Regions from separate parts of the Gossypium hirsutum genome. Here region 1 is linked to region 2. The links are chromatin contacts, called in public Hi-C maps. All regions are on one chromosome and are shown on one strand. Each heading gives the region's core, a stretch centred on a gene start, on an enhancer-like site or on the middle of the called end of the contact. The rest is flanking DNA. Distances are from core to core; before and after follow the strand shown.

Region 1 (4,497 bases), core at 864-3,363, 110 kb after region 2:
TCCTTTCGCTTTTGATTCAGTTATATAGCTCTATTTTCTTGCTTGGGCTTTTCTTTATTTTCTTTCTTTGGGGGTTTACTTATTACGTCAATAAGTTGTTGTTAGATTTGCGTAGGTTGTGTTAAAGGAATAGTTACGTAAGTTTGTGATTTATTTTACTGTTATTGTTCGATTCTGCTCGATTTGTCTAAGTGGACTTTAACGATTAGATTCTCCCTATGTTTTAATTAGTATGCGATTAACTTTGTTTTAGGCGAAAGGGGTAGAAATCAATGTCCTCTGGAGGAGTAATCGTTGTGATTATTTACTGGTTTCTAAAGAGTAAGTATTCAACATTAGTATACGTTCTGAAATTTTGGTTTAAAAATTCATTCTTAGAAGGGTTTTATTGTGATTAATGAGTAGGGTTTGATAAACAATTGTAGATTTTGTGAGTTTCAGGAGTGTGGTTAATTGTATTTTCGATCAGGTGTGTGAAAACGACACTTAAACTCGATAGAAACTTGACAAATCATGAAACAGGGGCTATTTTCAAAACTGCCCACTGCCACACGTTCGTGTCTCAAGTAATGTGGTAGATCGTGTTTGGCACACGGTCGTGTGAAACTTTGTAGAACGTGTGGCCAGATTATGTATGGTCAAGCTGTGTGTGGCACACCGCCGTGTGAAACTGTGCAAACCGTGTGGGTAGACTATGTGGAGCACACAGGCTAAGTTTTTAGGTCGTGTGGGTGACACGATTGTGTGGTTCTTTTTGCTCAATTTTAGGGCTCAATTAGGGGCTATTTGAGGGACTCAAAATTTGGGCCTATAGGCATCATATGGGGCCGGAAAGGCCTAAGTTTCAATACATAAAAGTATTCGGATAAGCTTAAGAGGTATGTTAAGTAAGAAATGTTATCTTTAAATTGTGTGCTATGTTATAATTTGTATGAAATATGTAGTATGTATGCCATATGATTTATGATATATGTAAGTATGCTATATGATTATGATTTATTTGTGTTCCAGGGTGGGTTATGATATGATGGAGGAAGTGCTATATGGCAACTAGACCGCAAATTTTGTATGGCAGCTCAATTGCAAATATCTTAGTGGCACATCGCTACAAATTGGTGTGATTGGATGGATAGACTCTTGTAGTCCTATATGGTGTGATTGGCTGGACGGAGATAGTGTATAGCGGATGGGGTAGGACATGATATGGTAGGATAAAATATGCTATGTTATGATTCGATAGAACATGATATGCTAAGATTCAATATGATATGATACGTTAAGATATGATTTGTATAAAATATTATATAATATGAAACTATATCAGACATTTTGATACATATGTATGTTTGTACTAAAATTATGAGCCAAATCACACATTGCGCTTTAAGCTCATGCCTTTGTTGCTTTGTTTCAGGTGATCCTCTGACTTAGGATAGGATGGTGACTCTAGAACTCGGGTTTCACATTCTATTTTGGTTTAGTACTATGGATTTCACTGGTTGTTGTTGTTATTATGGACATTTTGGACTTTTTCTTGGGTTTAATTTATTTTTAGATATTTTATGATTTGTTGAGATCTTTAGAACCTTTCTGGTTTTTATTATGCAAAAGTCTTTTCCTTTTTAATAACGCTTAACTTGAGATAACTAAAAGAAAAAGAGAATCACGATTTTTCAAATGATACGCAGTACTGTTTTCTGCTGTAAGTCTAATTGAAGTTTTCAAAGTGATTTATCTTGCAAATGTACCAATGAATTGTTTTGATTTTAGTAAAATGATATAAGTTGTGCCTTTAGAAAATTGCTATGCTTTCAAAAAGCTATTCTAATTACTTTTCTTCCTGCTAAAATGGGTTTTCAATAAAATTAAATTTTTAATTGAAAATTATTGAATATAAATATTAGAGATAAAAAATTAATAAAAAATAACTAATGAAGGGTAAAGTTATCATTTTATTTAAAATTTATTTAATAAGTAAACCATAAACAAGTAAGTATTTTTAATCAAGCATAAGGTGGTTTGAATACTTTTTCGTATATAGTATAATATGAGATAATAAAGGTTGAGATCCAAAAGATTATACAGCCCAAATGGCCCAAGACATTAACAAACGATGGATAGCTACAAACTGGAGACTAATTATACCCTTCAACCTTTCAACTGTATCATCGAAGGGATATTGAAGTTTACTCATCGATGCATTCTTAGTTCATCCTTGTTTGCAGGTCCAATCTACGCTCGTGATTCAACATCCAGCTCTCAGAATCTTTCACCATCTCTAGAAGATACAAACATCACTCACATTTTCCATGAAGCTTTTGTTTGGTGATGGCAATCAAATTGGCTACGCGTACAGTACACCTCAATTGCAAATAGTTTCAGGGTGCGACGAAGTTTTGGTTCTGGCCTTAAATAGACAAGGGGGAAAGCCCATTTTATCATTATTTCACTTCAATCGTCTCAAGTGGGCTCTTCTAATACCATCCCATTAACATATAGTAGGTCCAGTTAATTAGTATTCATAGATTTCGGTTAAAAATTAGGGTATTATACTTAATATTAAGTATTAGTAAGTTTATATTTTATAATTCATTTTAAAAGTTTACAAAATGTCATTAATTATTCAAAAGTTAAAGTCACTAAATTGTTAAAATTATTGTTGTAAAGCCTTTTCTGTTCGCAACACCTACACTAATAAAAAATTCAGCTTTTCTTTTATGAAACAACTTTGATTATAAAAAATTATAAATCAAAATCTAAATAATTTTTTTCTTCAATCTCCGACACTAATCATTAGATCAACTTAGATCTAAAATATGTTTTTCTACTAATCGATAGGTACTAATCCACCATACTAATTATCGAATCATCGCTTGGAGCTCACTAGTGGAGCTTACAAAAACTTAATAACTCAATTACTTAAATAAAAACTTTTGAACAATTCTTTGACTATTTTGTAACTTTTTAAAATTAAGTGACTAAAATATAAACTTACTGATAATTTAGTGATATTGGGTATAATTTACCTTAAAAATTATTTAACTTAATTTGTTATTTTTATTACATTAAATAAATAATTCATCAATTATATTACATTTTATAAATATTATCTTAACTAAAAATTGATTAACATTTTCCACTAAGGTATATATACTCTTAACTTGAAACTAAATCTGGAAACTTGTTATTTGAAGTCTTAAATATGAAAATAGAATACCAAATGTTACATTTAAAAAAGAGGATGACTAATTTAATTTGGATGTCGGCCTAGCATTTCAACAAGTCTAAGTAATATATAGCTGCCTAAAAACTTCCTAGCCAGCCTAATCATTATGCAGGTGAAAAATAAATAAAATTAAACAATGCATTTAAAAAATAATAAAAATTATTGATAAAATAATAAAAATGTAAATAATTTTGTTAATTAACTTTTGGTTGTATTGATAAAATTGATGTTTTAGAATGTTGTGTACCCTAGTTCAAATCCTTAGGATGAATTTTTATTTTATTTTTAAAATAAAATAAATTATTTATATAATTCTTATTTATGATTTTTGTTTTAAAATTTTGATAATTCATAATTTTTTAACTGAATTGATGCTCAGTTAACTTATGATACTAACTTAATAAGGAACTTAAATAATAGTATAGTTTAACTATATAGCAACATTTCTAGATTAAGTATGCTTCAAAACATTGCATATTTAATGGTTTAACTTCTGAATGCCTGAATCTACATTTGTCAAACTTTTTAAAGGTCTATGATTAAAAACTCTAGGACATTTGATGATGGGTGTTGAGTTCACCAAAAATAAAAAGTCTAACACCTAAAATGGAATTTTAAATTGTTGTTATGAAAGTAGGGTCGATTCCACATAGATTGGTCTATCTAATTTAAAAGTTTCTTAGGTCCATATACGAACTTAAGTAGGCATTCCACTCGTGGAAACCTTTTCTCAAGTAACAAGCATAAAGTTCACAAATTATTTAGGTTCATATATGGACTTAAGCAGGCGTCCCACTCCTGAAATCAAAGATTTCATCAAGCGGTCAAAACTTTTAGATTTGAGCAAAATGTAAATGAACCTTGCATTATAAATGTATTGTGGATGGAAATGTGGTCTTTCTAGTTTTTTATGTCGATGACATGCTACTCATTAGGAATGATGTATGGACGTTGTCATCAGTTAAACTGCAGTTACAAAATAGTTTAGCATGTAGGATTTGGGTGAAGCTAACTACATCCTAGGAATTCGAATCCTTAGAAATCGAAAGAAAAAAAGTGCTAGCTTTATTGCAAGCTTCAAACATAGAGAAGATATTTGAACATTTTGTAATGGTCGATTAGAAGAAGGGTACACGACATTCTATATCAAACTTTCATCTTTCTAAGTAACATGAGTATTGAGAAAACTTCAAAAGATTCAAAAATGGAAATGAGATATAATAAGGAGGTTGAGAAATGGATTTTTTTCTTTGCTCCCAAAGATGACACGA
Region 2 (4,723 bases), core at 603-3,102:
CTCACTTTGTTATACAAGGTTATAAGGTTTGGCTCATCAAAAGGCAAATAACCAGCCATAAGTACAAACAGAATAACTCCACAAGACCAAATATCAGATGATTTTCCATCATAACCCTTATCCTTAAGTACCTGTCAAGAAAAATGGGAGGTAAGAGGAAACAGAGTGAACAAAAAGTGGCAGCATTAAAGCTTATTGTCTCAATAAAGTCATGATGGAATACCTCTGGAGAAACATAATTTGGAGTGCCACATGCAGTGTGAAGCAATCCATCCTCCTACATTCCAAAAAATGTTAGAAAGGTTTGCATCTATACCATATTAAAGAAAAAGAAAGATTACACTAAAACAAAAGACAGTTTTTCCCTTTTTCTTTTCCTTCTTAATTGATATTTAGCATTTACATAATCTCAATTGCCAACTAAAAGCTTTCACCTGTGGCTATTATATTATAACTTTTTGTATCGAGAAACCATCCTAGCAAATGAGTAAATGCTTACCCGAACTTGCTGTGAGAAAGCACTCAATCCAAAGTCTGAAATTTTAAGAACACCATAGGAGTCCAAAAGAAGATTTTCTGGCTGCAAAAAATGAAATGAACATGTCACATATGAATCAGGAAGCAAAACCCAAGTTCCAAAGTGGAAAGCTTTTAAGCAGTCATCAATCAGTTAATTGAAGCTGAACCTTCAAATCTCTATGGTAGACGCCTCTACTGTGGCAGTAATCAACAGCATTAATAAGCTGCTGGAAATAGCTTCTAGCCTCATCTTCTTTGAGTCTCCCGTGCCTGGCCTATAAATATCAAAGATTTATTACTTTAAACAATAAACAGCTATTGCGAATAGAAACTCAATGAGCGAATTTATATAACATTTGCTTCATCTTCATTTAACTATAAATGCCCAACAAGTCCTTACAATTTTGTCGAAGAGCTCGCCACCATTAACGAACTCGATCACGATGTAAATCTTTGTCTTGCTCGCCATAACCTATGCATTAGAAGCAAAATTAAAGTAAAAAAAAAAATCTTATCAACAATGCAAAGCAGAGTAAACCAAACACCATAATTGCAGACATTAGTTTCATTTACCTCAAATATTTTAATGACATTGGGATGCTTGATGAGCTTCATCGTTGAGATTTCGTTTTTTATCTGCCCCGAATAAAATTGCAATCATTAAAAGAGAAAAAAACAAAGAAACGAAAATATTAATGATTGAATATGAAACAGGCGAACATATTTAATCATGAACCCAGATTCGATTTAATCCAACGTTTGACCTATAGACCCCCACATTAAACATGGTCCCACGTGGTTCCCTGTTTCCGTAGTAAAGTTTACGTGAGACCCCATGTTTATTGGCGGCGGAGGGAGATAACTGAAATGCAATTTTTTGTTTTTAAATTTAATGTTGTTTTAAAATATGCATGGTGGGACATTAGAAAGGGAGATCACCTGTTCGACCATACGGTGACGTAGAACTTGATCACGATCCATGATTTTGATCGCCACACACTGGCCGGTCTCGACATTCTCAGCGAACTTGACCTTTGCGAAACTCCCCTCACCCAGGGTTCTTCCCAGCTTGTACTTTCCTATGCGTGTTCTACTCAAGTGACCCTGCGATGTTTTCTTCTTAGTGCTCATTCTTCTCCTCTCGCCCTCAACCCTTCGATCCGATTTCAATTTCCTTTCGTTACTGATTTTCAAGATGGTTTTCTTTTAAATCAAAATTGCAAGCCCGGCCGAAAACGGTGAGAGGAATGTGAAGGAAAACAAATGGGAGAAGGGAGAGGGAGAGGGAGAGGGAGAGGGGAAGGAGGATGGCTGTTTGAATCAAAATGATATTGATGACGATGTTTATGATGCCATTTATTTATTTGCACTTTTTGGGAGGCTGGGGTCCACCGCTGATGACGTGGATCCGATTTAGTTTTACCGTGTCCCTTCCGTGGCCTTCGTAATTTTACCCATCTGTCTCTCCTATTTACACCTGATATTTGTTTTATTCTTTTTAGGGCAGAGGGGCACGATTAGAGGTGAAGATGACCCCCGTCGGATCTTAATATAATTTTATGCGGGTTTTTAAGTTTGATTCGGCCTGAGTTAAAATTTTGTTCAATTTTAATTCACGTAAAAATGTTAAAATTTAAGTTCAATTCAGCCCGTTTATATTAAAATTTTTATATAAAAATAAATTTTAGAAATAAAATACATCAAATATACTACAAGTACAAACATTAAAATAAATGTATTGTTATGAATATATTATTAAGTAAATGTCTATTTCATTTATACTTTTTATGCTTACAAATAAAAATTTTGAACAAGTATTATATTGATCCCATTGATCAATAAAATATATTTTCTATTACTTCCCATATTTTTTTTGTTCTTTACACTCTCTATCTCTCTTTATTTTATAACATGTATAAATTTTTAAAAAAAATTATTTACACTTAAATAACCCTAAGATAGTTGCAACTTAGTAAACAAATACCTCTAAAATAATAATAATAAAATAAGAGTTATACAATATTCAAACAATAACAATAAAATAGTTGTAATATAATAGCGAAATAGCACCAGAACTATGACAAAACAACAACAAAAATAATGAAGACAGCAACAAAAGCAGCAGTTTTTTTTATATTTTTGCAAATTCGGGCCAAGCTAAGGCCAAAAAAGCTTACCCAAGACTCGATCGGTTTAGAAAACAGGCCTCATTTTTTTGTCCAAGTCTATTTTTCAGACCTATATTTTTATTTAAACTCTTCCACTTTCTCAGCCCGACCCATCATCATGTCTAGGCACCGAATTGAACTGAATTAGTATTAACTGAATTAATCGAACTTTTTAATCTTTTAAACAACCAAACCGAAAGATTTCGGTTAATTCGGTCGGTTAACCGAATTAAAATTACATATAATTTATATTATTAATTATTAAGTTCGATTAATTACCTAATTTCGAACTAAATTAATTGATAATTAAATTTCTAAAAAATCATTAACCAACTTCCAATCAAATTAAATCGATTAATCAACCAATTAATTAAATTAAGTGGATTTGATTGATTACACCCTAACCAGGGACAAAGCACAGGTATCCTTAAAAGACAAACTGTACTGTGCCATTAACATTGTAATTCAACAAATAACAAATTATAGCGTAATATGGCAGGAGTCAAATCCAAATAAAAATATCCATAAATATAATGATCACGCTTAAATTTTGAATCCCTGTTACAATTTATTTGTTTTTAGGATAAGCCACAGCACATCATCTTAAATAGTATATTTTTATTTTCATCATTTAAATTTTTTTATTAATTTAATCACTTTAATTCAGATAATTATTTAAATTTTTCATTACCGTTAAAATTTTCATTAATCAACGAATTGACTTGATATTTTTTTTTTACTTTTAATTAAAGCTAGGGACTTCTCTATAATTAGTCCAAAACACTTTTTTGGGGTTTATTTGTAACTTGAAATTTCAATATTGGTACCATTAACATTTGAATCATCTTTAAGAAGAGGGAATCCAACAACAACGACAATGAACCATGAACATGACTAGGGCTGATAAAAAAATCGACCACATTGAACATTGATCTGAACGAGGGTATTTGGATGGTTTACAAAATGCAAGTTCAAAAGTTGTGGTTGTGACACACTGCACTCGATCCGATCGTTGGATTCAAATGTGAAATATCACGTTATGTTGCCAAAGCAACTCATATCAATCAATATTAAAAATCCATAAAGTTAAATCACATAAATACATATATTTAATCTAGTCAATTAGAATTTAGGAAGAGTCTAATACAAGATTAGGAATCGAATCCAAATTCTTTTTGTCAAGTTTTAACAATATGTCTCGAGACAAGACTCATAAAAAAATTTGAAAATTTGCTTCAATGTTTATATTTCTCGAGATAATGAAGCTTATGAATCGAGACAAAAGTCATCAAGTCTTGAGACTGGGTCTCAACACAGGCCTCTTATATTTTTCTATTTCAGCTTCATTGTTTGCAAGTCTCGAGGCAAGGAGTTCTTGTCTCGAGACCTGGAGCAGGGCAAGAGTTATCTAGCTTCAATGTGCTCTTGTCTCGAGACAAAACCCACTAGTCTCAAGACCTAAATTAGTTTGTCTCGAGACCAATTTGACATGTCTCAAGACATTAATTGAATGCATAATAAGCTAAATATTTGTTCTAACAGTCTCAAGACATACTCTTATTGTCTCGAGACTTAATTATTAAATGACCTAAAATGCACATTTTCAAACATTCAAAATTCACCTAATTGTACCTAAAGCATCCCTAAATATTACACCAATGCAAAATCACTAAATTAACACATGTAAACACAATCAAACACCATTAGATCATATTATCCAAAGCATTAAGATTTAACCTATTAACTAAAACATTCAAACTTATATAAACAAACATATAATAATTGCTAATCAAAGAATAAAACTTAACCTTTAAAACTTTATAGGTCATAATGGCAAAAGTACTGAATATTAACTTATGAACATACTAACCAACCTAGGTACATGCCATAAGACTCAAAACACTTATATACATATAAAATAACATGAGGTGACTTTTAAGCTAAGTAGGAGAAATTGGATGCTTGACTTCAAGTCTACTAAGCTTTTATCTGAAATCTTCACAAGGAAACAAACAAAACCATACGATGAGAAATGA

Evidence for each region. Hi-C and Micro-C count contacts between places; a contact is called where the count stands out from the background.
Region 1: a contact with region 2 is called in a Hi-C map of leaf, with 3 times the contacts expected there. The contact joins the enhancer-like site here to the promoter of LOC107953000 in region 2. A contact is called at or near these places in 9 of 34 Hi-C or Micro-C datasets (anther, leaf, petal and 1 more).

The regions. Positions count from the first base shown.
Region 1 is chrA07:29,498,903-29,503,399 of Gossypium_hirsutum_v2.1, forward strand. No RefSeq gene overlaps it. Among protein-coding and RNA genes, the nearest start is that of LOC121204338, 19 kb to the right of the region's middle. Within about 2 kb of position 2,114, at least 3 of the 9 cell types and tissues checked have an H3K27ac peak or open chromatin away from gene starts, as enhancers often do. A contact at or near this core is called in leaf, where this site is marked.
Region 2 is chrA07:29,384,938-29,389,660 of Gossypium_hirsutum_v2.1, forward strand. It overlaps LOC107953000 (CBL-interacting serine/threonine-protein kinase 9), which reads right to left and starts at 1,853. Exons shown (of 14, transcript XM_016888222.2): 1 at 1,459-1,853; 2 at 1,093-1,155; 3 at 920-991; 4 at 687-794; 5 at 500-580; 6 at 224-277; 7 at 6-131. The coding sequence starts at 1,650.